Linked DNA regions of Oryctolagus cuniculus: region 1 is linked to region 2. The links are chromatin contacts, called in public Micro-C maps. All regions are on one chromosome and are shown on one strand. Each heading gives the region's core, a stretch centred on a gene start, on an enhancer-like site or on the middle of the called end of the contact. The rest is flanking DNA. Distances are from core to core; before and after follow the strand shown.

Region 1 (5,097 bases), core at 577-3,076, 100 kb after region 2:
AAAGCAGAAATTGGAAGCAGAGCCAGGACTTAAACCCAGGCACTCTGATACGGGATGTGTGTCCTGACCAACATCTTAACCACTTTACATACCCATAAAAAGCTGTATTTATTTTGACACAAAACATTTTTAAAATCCAGACATACAAGTACTTGGACTTCTCACAAATGGATGAAGTGAGCCTGTCACATCAAGGAAAGCAACTGATTGTATTTGTTACCAATAATAAAATTTGAACTTTGAAGCAAAAATTGCAATTTTAGAAAATCTGCCACCATAAGTTTGGCAATTGCTCAGTACTTAGTTCTAATTGGATTGTAGCACTAATGAATGTGAATTTTTAATACTATATAAATGTACTGGAAGACCTGTATGACACAGTGAAACAATATTTTCCAAATGACCAATGTATGTTTCAGAATCACACACTGTTAAACGTCCTTTAAAGAGCAACACAGATTACTGAATTTCACTGAAACAGCATGAAAAGTTTGACACAGTTTAAGGCTGCACACTGCCACTGACCATGTACGGAGTTTTAGTGCAGTAATCTAAAAGTACTGAAGGACACCTACGATTATCTAAAGACTATTAAAGGCTGATGCTGCAGCACAGATAAAGCTGCTGCAGCAACATCAGCTTCCTGTTTTAGCACTGGTTCCAGTCTCACCTGCTCTGCTTCCCATCCAGCTCCCTGCTAATACACCTGGGGAATCAGTGGAAGATGGCCCAAGTGCTTGGGCCCTGCCACCCAGATGTGAGACCCAGATGGAGCTCCAAGCTCATGGCTTCAGCTCAGCCCAGCCACGGCTGTTGCAGCTACTTGGGCAGGGAATCAGCAGGTGAAAGATCTCTCTCTCTGTTGATCTGTCTTTAAAATAATAAATTTTTTTTCTTAATTTAACCCAGTAATTTTTAAGACTGTAAAGGGGCCCTGGAACCAAAATGTCTGCTACCTTCTAGAATCATTAGCTTTGGAATTAGACTGCCTGGACTCACCTTCCAGCTCTGTACAATTCTCTGGCTTTGTGACACCAGTAGTTTTTAGCCATCCTCTACCTCAGCCTCCTCCCTCACAGGATTATATGAGCGTTAAGTGATACCTGGAAAATATCTGCAACACTGCCTCACAAAAAAAAAAGAAAAAAAACCACTCACTCTTAACTGCTGCAGTCATCTGCTAGTTTTCAGGCAAAGTACTCTGGCTCGAGTCAAGGCATTTCTTTTCATTTTAATCAAACATTTGAGTAACCTGACAGAGCCAAATATTTTATCTTTATGGACACTCTCCAGGAATTTTTAATTTTTTTTTATCTTCAAACCTGCTAAAGCTTTATTATTTTGGGTCTCCAATGAAAATATACTGACTGCTGGAAAACTAACTCTTGCAAATGTCCTCAACTTATGAATATCGTCCCAAGATGGAGGGGGCGGAATAAAACATCTCCAATTATTTTCTCCAAGCAGTAGGCCTTAAAACCTCGGCAGACTCAAACTCGCAATCTACAAAAAATATGATTTAATTATTGCACATACGACGTTTTCAAACTACGAAAAGACACGATACTTACGGAATCATGGGTGAGGTACGTATCGCAGTAGTCACAGTAAAACCTGAAAAGAGGTGGAAGATAGATGACAAGCAGTCACCCGCAGAAGCGCCATTAACTAAGAGTAAAAAACAAACAAAAGAAACGCACCCCGACCTACTGAGGCCTCGGAGGTGTCAAACAAAGCGTCCAGAGAGAAAGCAGAGATTTGTTGTTGTCTTAAGCGGGTCGACCGCCACCCTAAAAACGCTATCCAGAGCTCCGGCCCCTACTACCCTCCCCGCTCCCAGATCCGCTCTACCCCCGAGGCTTTCAAGAATCAGGACACGAGCTCCGCTCTCCCACAGGACCACCAACATCCACCGCGACCACCCTCAAATTTCACACCCCACTCACTTGGGCATGTTGCTCTGCAGGCCGTTGGCCACTCCGTTCCGCCCCGCCGCCCGGAAATGACGCACACAACGAGCGCCGTCGCCTCGGAAATACGAAACAGCCGCAACCGCTTCAGAAGTCCTCGCGGGCTGCAGCCGAGTGAGAGGCGGGGCTTCTCTTTCTCTCCGTCACCTATTGGTAGGCGGAAATGGCGGGTGCTACGGGACCCTACGAGGCTCAAAACTCGCCCATTTAATTCTGACTCTTGATACTTCCGGAAATACGTGATTCTTTTCGTTGGGCGGCTACCTAATTAGCTTCTGCTGTGTGACAGGAGCCACTATAAATGCTGAAAAAACAGTGAACAAAGCAGACAAAAATCCTTGTATTCATGAAATTGATACTTTATTGGATAAGACATAATAAAAGCGATATGTATTAGGTTAGATGGACCAAAGTACTAAGGGAGAAAAATGAAACAGGTAAGGGATAAGTTCAACTTTAAAGACACAGAATGCTTATCGAGGAGGTGACAAGTGAGAAATGATAATTTCTTAAAGCAATAAGGCCAAGTGCAAACCGCTTTACTTACAGTGTTTGAGTCCCTTTAAGCCCAGGGAATATAGTAGAATACCCAGTTTTTTATTTTTTAATAAATCTTATTATTTATCTATTTGAGAGGCAAAGTTACAGACGGAGGGAGAGACAGAGAGAGGGGTCTTCCATCTGCTGGCTCACTCTGCTGGAGCTGGGCCAATCAGAAGCCAGGATCCAGGAGCTTCTTCCCTGGATGCAGGGGCCCAAGGACTTGGGCCATCTTCCACTGCTTTCCCAGGCCATAGCAGAGAGCTGTAGCGGAAGAAGAGCAGCCGGGATTCAAACTTGCGTCCATATGGGATGCAGGCACTGCAGGCGGCGGTTTTACCCGCTACCCTGCAGTATCAACTGCAAGTATCCGGGTTTTAAGTCCCGTCGGCTTGCTTACTAGCTGTGCTGCTTGGGCAAGTTGGTCTTTCTGAGCCTCAGTTTTCTCATCTGAAGAGTATGGGTAATAATTCTTACTCGTGTAAGCAGATGGAAGAATGAAATATGAACACGCTTGTAAAGTGTTTAGTGAAATGTTTGTATGTACTAAACCTTCCACAAGTGGTAGCTATTAAATAGAAAAAATGATGGAAGTACATTCTCTAAAGATGTAATCTGTTGTAGCCCCAAGGACAAACTTTCAGCCTGGGCTGTTGATGACAAAATGACCTGCCTCCCTCTTAGCAAAGGGAAATAAGAGTTGAGAACTCAAGGGGAGGAACTTTCTGTTCTTCTGCCCTACATTCTCTGATGATGTAGTTGCAACCAAAATAATAAATGCTACTTCATTTAAATGCTTACATTCTCCTGGGTGTTTTAAATACATTAATTTACTTAATCCATTCAACAACTCTTTATTCGTATTTTAGATAAGAAAACTAAGCGCTAACCAGGTTAAGTACCACAAAGATTACTTTCTGGTTTTAAGGGAAAAGTTAGCTGCATAAAGAAGTTATTAACATCTAACTACCCTATGGCAGTGGTAAATCTTAGCATTAATTGTTATGTGTTTTCTGTTGGAATGCCAGCAGAGTATACATCAAGTATGGTGTGTTATCACGAAAAATGTTTAACTTGGATCCAATCAAGTGAAGCTAAAGAAAAGCAAAAGGCATTAGGCAAATTCAGAAGGCAGACATTGGATAGACGGACCTCTTTCCTTCACCAACTCAGGAAAAGGTGTCATTCTAACTTAAAAAGTTTAAAAAGATTATTTATTTATTTGAAAGGCAGAGTGACAGAGAGAGAGGGAGAGCCAAAGATATATTCCATCCGCTGATTCACTCCCAAAATGGCCACAGCAGCTAGGGCTGGGCCAGACACCAGACTAATGAAAATACCTTATCTAGGAATGTGAGCTTCTAAATTGTAAACTGAAATAAACCACCATCCTTCCTAAAAACTTTTTCTTGGGTATTTTACAGTTACAGTAATGAAAACCTCTCTCTCTCTCTCTCACACACACACACCCCACATTTCCTGAATCTATTTTATAGATGCATAGAGTACTCCACTTTTCATTATTGTAACCAAATACTTGCACCACACTACTTTAAAAAGAAAAGAGGTGGGACCAGCATTGTGGCATAGCAGCATTCCATAAGAGCACTGGTTTGAATCCCAGCTGCTCCACTTCCAATCCAGCTCCCTGCTAACACACCTGGGAAAGCAGTGAATGATGGCCCAAGTACATGGGCCCCTGCCACTCTCATGGGAGATTGGGATGGAGTTCCAGTCTCCTGCCATTGGCCTGGTCTGGCTCTGGCCATTGAAAACATTTGGGAAGTAAACCAGCAGCTGAAAGATCCACCCCCACCCCTACTCTGTAACTCTGCCTTTCAAATAAATAAATATAAGAAAGAAAAGAGGTCTGTTTTGTCTCACATTTCTGGAGGTACAAGTTCTAGCCATCATCTGATGATGGCCCTTTCTTGGTGCAATATGGGGTAGCAGAGGGCATCCCGTGGTGAGACCAAGACTGTGAGTGTATATGTGTGTCTGGTCTCTTTCCTTCTTCTTATAAAGCCACCAGAATTTGGTCATGGGGGCTGCACTCTAATGACTGTATTTAATCCTAATCACTTCCCAGAGACTCCCATTTCAAAAACACCATGGTTAAAATAAGTTTCCTCCCTCCTAGTTCCTCCCAATAGGACTTAAACTTCAAAACATGAAGCCTCGGAAGACACTCAAAGCATATCCTAAAAACACGTAAATTTCATTATAATAATGTACCTCAATTTATTTATTCATTTTTAAAAGATTTAACTGGTGTGGGGGCAGGAGAGAGAGAGAGAGCGAGCAAGCGAGAGAGAGCTACAAGCCAGGAGCCAGGAGATTCATTCCAGTCTCCCATGTGGGTGGCAGGGGCCCAAGCACTCGGGCCATCTTCTGCTGCTTTTCCCATTCCACCAGTAGGGAGCTGGATAGGAAGTGGAGCAGGCAGGATGTAAACCAGCACCCATATGGGATGCTGGCACTTCAGGCGGAGGCTTTACCCACTGTGCCACAATGCTAGCCCCTGTGCCTCAATTTACTAACTAGTTCTTTACTAATGAACAGTTAAATTGTTTCCTACCTCTTGAAG
Region 2 (5,119 bases), core at 57-2,556:
TCCCCATCCCCAGGGCCGCCACCCCAGGACCCCCCACCCCGGGGCCACCGTGGAGCCGGCTCGGCTCCCAAACTTTCCGTCTCCGGGCAACGCACCCCCTAAACCGGCCGGGGACACCACCCCCCTCCCCCCCCGCCTTTTCCCCACGAGCGCGTCACTTCCGGGATCCGGCGTCACGCGTCACCGCGCCCCCATGCCCCGCCCCCTTGCCCACCTAGCTGGGCGGGGCTCCGCGTCCCTGTGCAGGTGGACCTTGGTGTGTCAGGACAGGACTTGGGGGTCAATGGGGCAGTGCCATGTGGGTACCCATTGAAGAAGTGGAAAGGGACAAAGGGGACCCACCTGTGTACGCCTCCAAAGTGCGCTTCTTTTCCAAAGGTTTTGGGAGCTCACGGGACAGGAAATACGGTAATTCGTCCCGGCGGTGTGGAAACAAAGAGAGAAATATGGTAATACGCACCTACATTTCCAAGTCCGTTCTTTAAGCATAAAGCAGTATGTAACAGGTGCGGGAGCCTGGTAATACAGAGGTGAATAAAACGCCCTGCCCCTCCCTCCGCGTGCCTCAATGAAAAAAGGCAGGACATTTTAAAAGCAGAAATATCCTAGCCCCTTCACCATCCCAATCCGTGAAATGGCTCATTAAAGTGAAGCGCTCAAAGGAGAGACCTCCCACCCTGTAGGGATTCCTCATGATGAGACTGAGTGGGTAACAGAAGTCAGGCTTGAGAAACCTATCCCGATTTTCAGCACTGGCGAACTGGAAAAATCATTTAATTCGGTAGAAAATGTTTTTTCCCTGTACTAGCGCTGCTCCGGACTCAGAAACAGGCAGTCAACACTCGTGGAGTGAATGAATGGGTTGGATAAACACTGCTCAAGCAATAGGACTTTTTTTTTTTAAGGTGCTCGTGAAATATTCGTAGAGGGGAAATGGTGGCAATTCAATGTAAAGTCAGGCCCGCAGTCTGTCCAGGTGAAATAAAGGAGGTTGAGTCCCTGCCTGAAAGTTTGCTACCCCAAGGTTACGCGACAGCCGCGTACAAAAGGAGCAGTTTTCTCCCAGGTCCTCCAACTTTGAGGAAGAGGTTAACTGACAAAGCATTCTTAGAACGACGGAAAGGAAAAAGAAACCCTTCAGGAAGCACAACTGCACTTCTTCACAGGTGCTGGTCTCCAAGGACGGATCCACAGGGGACTTTGCACCCTCAGCGTTCTCTCTCCAGCACCACCCACCCAGGATTCAAACGGAGCCCTCAGGTGCTCCGCGCGCCCCCCATGGCCCTTCCGAGGACCAGTAGTGGTGACGACATCGCGGTGCGACGACAGGAAGTAAGCGCCCACTGTGCCGCGCGAGGTCCGGAGCTCCGCGGCCGACAGCACCGCGATCTCCTCCCCTTGCCGTTCTAGCTGTGATGGACAATGCCCGCGAGTCTCCTGCGGACAAAGGTGGGGAAGCAGGGGAGTCAGACGAGACGACTGCTGCTCCTGGGGGCCCGGGGACTGCGGACACGGACGGGATCCCGGAGGAAGCGGACGGAGACGGAGACGCGGACTTGAAAGAAGCGGCAGCGGAGGAAGGCGAGGTAGGCAGAGAAGTGTGACTGAGGTTGGAGGCATACGCCGGGATTGTGTTACCCGGAGCTCGCCACGATTCCCTCTAGATCTGCCGTCCGGGGAGTGTGGGAGGAGCAACAAAACTGTGGTGCTGGTTTGGTTCCAGAGACTCGAGCATTAGGTTTTAATATGTTTAGTCCTTGCCTTTCGGGATTAAAGCTACATCTAAGTGAATTTTAAATAGCTTCTTGGTTTTCCTATTGATGAAGTCGGTACTGTCATCCCGAGACTTAGTGCAAGAGCCAAAATCCAGGATTCCCAGCGCGCCTTTCACCGCACTATAGGTCCTCTTAGTTAATTGTTGTTTAAGTACAGCTTTCGTCTTTACAGGAGGCAGAGTTGATCAGATCTGTTAACGGGAGACTTTGAAGTCATATTCTCATCCAGCTGCTGCAGTGTCCTCCGTGCTAATGTCCAGGGGTTTCTATAACGTAAAAACACCAAATCCATCAGCTGTGCTCTCAGGATAGCTCAGCAGGGTTGCCTAACCGCGCAACAATCGCGACCAGAATCTCAGCGTCCTGTGGGTTCCTTTTCTAAAGAGAGAATTTCTAGGATCTTAGAGGCAGAAGGAACTGAAGAGCTCATGGACTGAACGTTAGATGGATAGCCTTGTCACCAAAACATACACGGTAAGCTTTTAGAAAAAGAGAAGACAGTTGACAAAGCTGAAGAAGGAAAAGTTAAAATGGGTCTCAAGGACGCAAAGGAATTGAATAATTAGCATGGTCCACTAAAGGAGCTCACTACAATATAGAAGTTTGGAGCCAGCAGAGGATAGAATTATGATGCTTTTGAAACATTTTTAAAAATTAGGCCGGCGCCGCGGCTCACTAGGCTAATCCTCCGCCTTGCGGCGCCGGCACACCGGGTTCTAGTCCCAGTCAGGGCGCCAGATTCTGTCCCGGTTGCCCCTCTTCCAGGCCAGCCCTCTGCTGTGGCCAGGGAGTGCAGTGGAGGATGGCCCAAGTCCTTGGGCCCTGCACCCCATGGGAGACCAGGAGAAGCACCTGGCTCCTGCCATCGGATCAGCGCGGTGCGCCGGCTGCAGCGCGCCGGCCGCGGCGGCCATTGGAGGGTGAACCAACGGCAAAGGAAGACCTTTCTCTCTGTCTCTCTCTCTCTCACTGTCCACTCTGCCTGTAAAAAAAAAAAAAAAAAAAAAAAAAAAAAAAAATTAATCAAAGACCAGCATTGTGGCACAGCAGGTTAAGCTACCTGCAACCCCAGAATCCCATATGGGCACTGGTTCAGTTCTGGCTGCTCCGCTTCCAGTCTAGGCCCTTGCTGATGTGCCTGGGAAGGCAGCTGAAGGTGGCCCAAGTTGAGCACCTGCACCCATGTAGGACTTCTGGCTTCCACCTGGCCCAGCCCTGGTGGTTGTGACCAATTGGGGAGTGAACTAGCAGATGGAAGAACTCTGTCTCTCCCTCTCTCTGTAACTCTGCCTTTCGATAAAAATTGATTATGTTGGGGCCAGCACTGTGGATTAGCTTTAAATATGTAACATAATGCATGTAAGTATGTAAAATATTTATTAATATTCTTTAAGTCAGAATCACAAAGTTGGGGGTGGGGGGTGGGGAGTGAGCAAGCTTCCATCTGCCTGTTCATTCCCCCAAATGGTCACAGTGGCTAGAGCTGGGCCAGGCTGAAGCCAGGAGTCAGTAGCTTCTTCCAGGTCTCCCACATGGGTGCAGGGGCCCAAGGACTTGGGCCATCTTTGGGCCATCTTCTGCTGCTTTCCCAAGCACATTAGCAGGGAGCTGGATCAGAAGTAGAGCAGCCAGGACTTGAACTGGCACTCATATGAGATGCCAGTGCTGCAGACAGCAGCTTAACCCACTATGCCACAGCATTGGCCCCTACATATTTTTGATTTTCAAAGAATGTACTTATTAGAAAAAAAAAATGGCCTATCTGCTGATTCACACTCCAAATGCCCAAAACAGCTCAGACACTCTAATAGGGGACATGGACATCCCAACCAGCATCTCAGATTTTCACTCCAGGGCCTCCTTTTTAATAATCTTTCTAAATTGAATCGTCAATAGTAAAAATATCTTTGGATCCAGAGGAGAAGAGCTGGCTGGCTGGAGAGGGCTTTGGTGACATCCCCTGTAAGGAATGAGCAGGAGAGAGAGTCCATGGAGAGAGTGGTTTTCATGATCTTGGCCATTTCTTTATCCTTGTATACAGACACTGAAGCTGTGATCATAGCTAAACTGGAAAACTAGATTATTTAACTGGTTCTTTCTACAGCCTAACTAACCTTCCTTGAGGAGAGATACTGTATCTTATACTGGGTGGAACAGTCAGTTCTGGGACAAAAAAACTACACAATAAGTGGATCTGTTGTGTTATGAGGATGATGTCTTAACCTTAGCCAAGCCTGGAAAGTAGGACAAATATATAATAGAGTTCTTTTCATCTTCCCAGCTCAAAAGTCAGGACGTCTCCGATTTAACAGCAGGTGAAAGGGAAGACGCGTCATTACTTACTCCTGCAGCCAAAAAACTGAAAATCGATACCAAAGAAAAGAAAGAGAAGAAGCAGAAAGTGGATGAAGATGAGATTCAGAAGATGCAGTAAGTCTCTTTTTGTTCCTTCCCCTTTTCAGAGCTCCAGCCTGACCACACAAATTTAATAAATTTGTCTTGGCCTCTACATTTCTAACTCAAGAGGAAATAAACTAATTAATACATTGTTATAGTATAGAAAATGTGAATAAGTAAAAAGAAAACTCATCGCCCTGCCACCAAGAGGTATATACTGCCAATACTTTAATGTATATGATCCCAGGTGTTTTCTCTACACATATAACTTATAAAATTAATAAGTTTTTACAAGGTTTTTGTTTTGTTTTGCAAAATGTCAAATACTGGAGCCAGCATTGTGACACAGTGGCCTAAGCTGCTGCTTGCAACTCTGGCATCCCATTCTGCAGTGTCAGTTTGGGTCCTGGCTGCTCCACTCCCATCCAGCTCCTGCTAATGGAAGGCAGCAGATGCCCCGAGTACTTGGACTCGCTGCCACTCATGTGGGAGAGCAGGAAGGAGTTCTTGGTGCCTGGCTTCCACCTGGCCCAGACCTGGCTCTTGTGGCCATTTGGGGAGTGAACCAGTAAATGGAAGATCTCTCTGCCTTTCAAATAAATAAATAAATCTTTTTTAAAAATAAAAGTCCTATTTCATAACCTGCTTTTCCTATTATATATGGCATTTCTCATATCAACAGTTCTACCTCTAGGACATAATTTTTGTGAAAATGGAAATAGCTTTATTATATTTTCTGATTATAAAAGTGGTGTTAGCTCATTATAAATATAGAAAAAATTAATGCTATCGCAGCATTTACTCTAAGTATATATGTTTGGGTACAATAAATTGGGCATATACTTTTTCAGATTTTCAACAGTGGTTGGTGTATACAGCTAAATATTTTCCTATCAGCAGATACACCCATGAATCTTCATTTTTAATAGCTGCCATTTGTCCCATTA

The links. A called contact is a pair of places that touch in the nucleus more often than the background predicts.
Region 1: a Micro-C map of ear pinna shows a contact between it and region 2, with 5 times the contacts expected there. The contact joins the enhancer-like site here to the promoter of TAF11 in region 2. A contact is called at or near these places in 2 of 6 Hi-C or Micro-C datasets (ear pinna and an unstated tissue).

What each region holds. Positions count from the first base shown.
Region 1 is chr5:134,654,110-134,659,206 of mOryCun1.1, forward strand. SNRPC (small nuclear ribonucleoprotein polypeptide C) reads right to left here. Exons shown (of 11, transcript XR_011388701.1): 6 at 1,947-2,274; 7 at 1,572-1,614. Among named protein-coding and RNA genes, the nearest start is that of BLTP3A, 28 kb to the left of the region's middle. Within about 2 kb of position 1,827, at least 2 of the 8 cell types and tissues checked have an H3K27ac peak or open chromatin away from gene starts, as enhancers often do.
Region 2 is chr5:134,549,677-134,554,795 of mOryCun1.1, forward strand. It overlaps TAF11 (TATA-box binding protein associated factor 11), which reads left to right and starts at 1,307. Exons shown (of 4, transcript XM_008262799.4): 1 at 1,307-1,586; 2 at 4,057-4,205. The coding sequence starts at 1,416. It overlaps ANKS1A (ankyrin repeat and sterile alpha motif domain containing 1A), which reads right to left and starts at 169. Exons shown (of 23, transcript XM_051855747.2): 1 at 1-169. The coding sequence starts at 7.